2 separate regions of the Arachis hypogaea genome follow, and region 1 is linked to region 2. A link is a contact called in public Hi-C data. All regions are on one chromosome and are shown on one strand. Each heading gives the region's core, a stretch centred on a gene start, on an enhancer-like site or on the middle of the called end of the contact. The rest is flanking DNA. Distances are from core to core; before and after follow the strand shown.

Region 1 (2,987 bases), core at 321-2,820, 51 kb after region 2:
CAGAATAGCTAGCTTTAATAACGTAATTTTGTAAAATATTAATCACTTGGCATCATAATTTCCCCACTTCGATTTGGGCTCACCTCGGTTGGCTGTCTTCTTTGATGCAGTCAGCTTTTAGAAGTCCACTCTAGCCATTGAGAGGTGGCTGGCACGCCTGATAGAATTCAGCAAAGTAATAGACTTAGTTACTTACCATACGAGAAATCAATATTTTGATAGGAACATAAATAAACAAATAAAGATTAATTCACCTTAACGAATGCCATATTTTTTGAAAATTAAAATTAAAATTAGCATGAACATGTTACATCAAGTTTTAAAAGCTGGAAAAAAAATAAATGTTATATGTTACCTGTTTTGTGACAGATCGAGTACAGGGATATCGAGGAGAGGAGCGGCGCGGGGATGAGAGGCCAGACGGGAGGTCAGGCGCGACGGGCTCGGTGCGGTGCGGTGTAGCGACGTCAGGCGAGGCAAAGCACCGGGAGGAACAGCGACGGCTTAGATGGGAAAATAGCGCAGAAGACCTCTGAACAGAATAACATAGAACAAACCAACGTAGAGAGAAGGAGGCGACGGATGGCCGACCACCCAGCGTCCGCTGCAGACGACGCCACAGATGGATGAAGACGATGGACCGACGCAGGAGAGCAACTGAGGGCTAGCTAGGTTTTTTATTCTAAGTGTGGGAGGGTTATTTTGGTATTTCAGAAAATAAGTGTGAAAGAGAATTAGAGATTTAGGAAAAAGTTAGAGAATCTTTAATTTAGGAACAGAATATTCCGTTAAATCTAACTGTTTGGTCACGGTAGGGACTTAATTGAAAAAAAAAATTAGTGCAGGGACCCAATTAAAAGGAAAAAAAAGTATAGAGACCTAATTGAAAATTTCGCGAAACTATAGGGACCAATAGAGTAATTAAACCTAATTAAAATTCAAAAAAAAATTGTGAAACTCTAACAAAGAAGACTAATTTTATAAAGGCATTACAATTCAAACTTCACTTTTCAACAATTACCATAAGCAACAAGAAGCACAAATTTTCAATCATAAGCAAACGCCCCACATCATTTTTTTAGTACACTTTAATTATTCATCAATATGAATAATTGTGGATAGCATTTTTTTCACATATATTTTCATCCTATTTTAATGCACCAATAATAAGTTCTGTTTTTTTGGGACATAAATCATGGATCTTTTTCATTTCTTTTCAGAACTCACAAATTTTTTTATTTCATCATCTCCAATTTCATTATTCTTCATTTTATTTATCAAATTCAAACATGAAAATTCATAAAATTAGTATTTAGATTTTCTATTGAAACACATGATAGTAAATTCTACTTAATATTTGTTCATTTAAAAAAAAATTATTTATTTTTTTGTGATATTAGTAAAAGTCTTAATACTTATTTTTTATTATTATTTTTTATTTTTAGTTCTTATGTTGTTTACTTATCACTAATAAATGTTTGTAATTTTACCTACTCCGATCCTAATTTTTTTAATCTCTTTTTATTTAATCTATTTTTATAAAATTACACCTGAATCACTAATATTGATAAAAAAATTTGACTCTAATATTTCTCAAAAAAATAAATGGGAAATGAAGAGAAAGCAAGGTGTAGAGAGTAGAGAGTAAAGAGGGTGGGAATGACGGGAAAACGAAAACGGAAGCAAATACCTAAAAAAAGAAAAGTGGTTTTTAGCGGTAGAACGTAGAAAGATACATACAAGGTGGAAAAAGACAAACACAAATTGCAAGAGAAAAACAGAAAACGTGAGGCTCAGCCCCGTTGAAATATTGAAAAAGTCGCTTAAAAACTGAACACAAATATGGCGTTTACGTTTCTTCTTCTTCTTCCTCTTCTTCTCGTGTGTCAACCGTGTTCTCAGCCATCTTTTCGGTCCCCTTGTCTTCTCATTCTTCACTAACAAACTCAATAGTTCTCATTCTTCTTCTTCTTCTTCTTCTTCTTCTTCTCTCTCTCTCTCTCTCTCTCTCTCTCTCTCTCTCTCTCTCTCTAGCTGCATTCACAACACCTTCACTCTTTCTCTTGCTCCTGCTTTCATTTTCTGGATAATTCGTAAGTTTTTTTTTCCTCTTTAAATTATGATTTTTTATTTTTGGCTAGGTTGTAATTTTGTATGCAGATGCAGTGGTTTCTGTGTTCTATGTGTTTTTCATGTCAATTCTGTTTTTTTATGTGTTATTTTTGTGAAAATATGTTTTTTTATTTCTTCTGGTGTTCATACAACAAAAGGATCCAAACAAAAAGAAAATTATAAGGAAAAATTTTGATTTTTATTTAATATAAGGTGGAAGGGGTAACTGAATTTGACGAACTGATGCAAAATGCAGGCTTGGGGTGAATTTAATTCACATTCAGTTTGCTAAGTGTGCTGGGTTGCTGGCAATGGTTTTTAAGTATATTCTATTGTCACTGTCCTTGAAAGTTGATTCTCTCTCTATAATAGCCTCATGCTTCTGCAATGGGACCCATCCTATTTTTTAAGCTTTTACTTTGCACAGAGAGGGCTAGTTGTTTGGTTGATTTGATTCACAATAATCAATTGGTGTTCTTACTTTTACAATGAGGAGAGATTGGCGAGAACTAAGAAGGGTTGGTCTAGAGGAGCAACTTATGGAGTATTTATCCTGTTAACAATTTGGTCCTTTTTGTGAGTGGAGAGAAACGCCAAATTTTTCAACACAGATGCTTGTCATTTGTAATTGAGAGGATCTTTTTAGAAGGGTAAATCATTTCTTGAAACATTCTTGTCTTTCATGTTTATGTTGCTTGGTTTAACTAGTCTGGATTTTCAAACAACTGAGTTTTATACATGACTGAATGTATTGACAGTTAAAATATGAGGTTGAATGTGTATTATTCCCTGGAGATATAGGCTACTATGTTGGAATTGAAGCTAAAGCTTATTCCAGAACTTCAGTTCTATTTCCTTTTCCAAATTGCTATAAT
Region 2 (2,820 bases), core at 305-2,804:
TATTTAGAAACCACAATTCTTGAACCTCATCTTCAAACTTGATTTCCATACTTGACAACAATCAAGAACCACTTGAAATTCATTCAATTGATTTAATACTTGTGACCCCTCCTTGTAACTCAAATTCATCAGCATATTCAACTAGTACAATTTATTATTGCTGGACTTGAAAGCATACAAGGATTCAATTTGATTCCACAAAGTTCTAGCATGAGTCTCATTAGCAATGTGATTGTAAACATTATCGTTCACCTATTGCTTAATAAAATCACAAATTTGTTGGTGTTCAAACTCCTATTCTTTATCGGTTTTAGACTCTAGTTTCTGTGTAGAAAATACGGATAAATGTAGATTTTTTTGACAAACAATAAATCTTTTATTTTATCCTTCCATAGATGGTAATTAGTGTCATTCAAACTTATTATCCAAGTAAAATTATTTACCTCCATCTTTTAAGCAAATTATAACCAAATGTCCAAAATTGAGCTTTGATGCCAAATGATAGGAATAAAATACACAATTCTCTACTTGAAAGAATTAGAGGAGCAATAACAACCACTCACAAATAAATGGCAACAGCAATAACATAACAATAGTAGCGAAAAAATGCACAGAAAAATCAAAAATAGAGAAAGAACACACCAAGATTTTTATCATGAAAAACCTCCTCAATGTGAGAAGTAAAAACCACGAGTTACTAAGATCATAAAAATAGCTTCACTTTGATCAAAATAGGGTACAAAGAGTTACAATTTACTGCACAAAACGTGCATACAACAAGCCAAATAATCGAAACATCAAAGCTTACAAAACAAGAACCAAGAAGATGAAAATACCACAAAATAGAGCTATTGCTGCGTGGCTAATATCTTCAGCTACAGACTTCGTATTAAAGATCTGGTTGGTGAAAACGAAGAATCAGGTGTCTGTAACACACTATTCAAATTTGAGCTCAATCCAACGGCTAACGAATCCGCAGTGACCAATTTATAGAGACAGCTTTGTGTATGTGCGAAAATATTTTCTCTCTTCTCTTCTCTCTAGTATTTGGTGTTTTCTCACAAATGAGACATCTCTCTGTCAATCCTAACTCACCTCAACCACTTCACTCTCGATCAACAAAAATTATAAACTTAAATACTAATATTTGAATTTTTTTTCCCCACATAAGAAGTAAGTCCAAAATCTAACACAATACATAAGCAATTTAAAAATGGTAAAATAGTTCACGTTAAAAGTAATTTTTTTTTTTAGTTGTGGATTTCATCACATTTAAACATATACCTCTAATTATTATTATTATTATTGTCATCGTCATCGTCATCATCTTAGTATTTAGTTTTCAAACTTCATGTTTTTGTAATTAGTATTCAGTTTTCAACTTTTTTTTTTTTTTTTTGGTACTATTCAGTTTTCAACCTTACTTTATATATATCTGTTGATACAAGGTCAAATATTTTTTGGCCTTTTTTCTTTTGGATATCTTAACCAAACTATTTAACGCCCTTACCACTGGCCAAGCTTACGAATGGGCCTATACCTATATTTTTTTATTCCTTAAATGAAAAAAAAGAAGAGTAAATTAGGTCCTTTTTGGTTGAACACTTGTGAGCCTAAAACTCTGAATGTTAATTGAGAAAGTTTTTGGAGATACAACAAAAATTTTGAAGAAATTCACCACAAAATTATTAGGAAATTTCAAATACAATATATGCTTCACAGTTCAATTATAGGTGTTGGTTTGACGTTTTTGGTAAATAAAAACGTGTACTTTATTCAAGTAAAAATGTTTGGTAAACAAAAGATATTTAGCCAAAATCAATCAGAATTTATTTTATTTTTAATATTTATTAATTATTATAATAATTAATGAATATTAAATAAAATAAATTTATTTTTTATCTTTTTAGTATTACTAATCCTAGCATTACCGATCTAAGTAATATAGACCTGTTATAATTAAAAAAAAGGAGAGGATAATTATATAATGTTGAAGTTCATTTCCTTCTCCACATGCAAAACTGAGGTGGATCACCTCCACAATTTTTTTATGATTGTTCCTTTTTACCATATGTATATGCATGTTGGAAAAGGCACAAAAAAAAATGAAAGCCACTGGTTTTTTTTAAATCGTTTTACAATCTCTTTCTCAATCTATAAGTGTTGGTGTCTATATTAAATAAGAGTTTAAAACTCTAAATATCTTGCAGCTGAGACTTAGCTTAATTGGTAAAATTATATACTTTTTAATATGTTGAATGTGAGCCTTTTAGTATTGTGTGGGTGAGTATATTGTGTGAATATGTTGTGGTACTTAGAACTGAGAGTTGTTCAATTTATCTCACTTAAAAAAAAACTAAATATCTTTTTTTTTTCTAAAAGGATTAAGCTGATTCAAGTAGTTATTTCCGTTCCAAAACAACACATGAACGCACTAAATTATACTTTAGCAGCATATTCCTTTACTTCCAATGTCAGAAACTTAGAATCAACACTAAATACTTATAACTCCACAGCTAATTGAGACGCTTTGATATTTGCGGCATATTTCTTGGTTGATAAAATGACAAGTTTCAACATGCCAAGCCACTGAGGTGGAAGAGTACGGTTCAAATCAAATGTATTTGTTTTTTCTTGTCATATTCCATTTTTGGTCTCTTTCGGCGTCTGCTACTTTTTTAAGAAAAAACTTTTTGTATGATTGGTATCGTCTCGTCTTATTTACTAGATAAATGTTGTCCTATTTTGATCTAATTTTTTTTATATGTATTTATACGTAAATATATGATAATTAATCTATATATAATTTTATTTTATGTA

The links. Hi-C and Micro-C count contacts between places; a contact is called where the count stands out from the background.
Region 1: a contact with region 2 is called in a Hi-C map of an unstated tissue, with 4 times the contacts expected there. The contact joins the promoter of LOC112741752 here to the enhancer-like site in region 2. A contact is called at or near these places in 2 of 8 Hi-C or Micro-C datasets (leaf and an unstated tissue).

Annotation. Positions count from the first base shown.
Region 1 is chr14:18,774,255-18,777,241 of arahy.Tifrunner.gnm2.J5K5, forward strand. It overlaps LOC112741752 (probable protein phosphatase 2C 40), which reads left to right and starts at 1,571. Exons shown (of 4, transcript XM_025790848.3): 1 at 1,571-2,093.
Region 2 is chr14:18,723,202-18,726,021 of arahy.Tifrunner.gnm2.J5K5, forward strand. No RefSeq gene overlaps it. Among protein-coding and RNA genes, the nearest start is that of LOC112742350, 15 kb to the left of the region's middle. Within about 2 kb of position 1,555, at least 1 of the 3 cell types and tissues checked has open chromatin away from gene starts, as enhancers often do.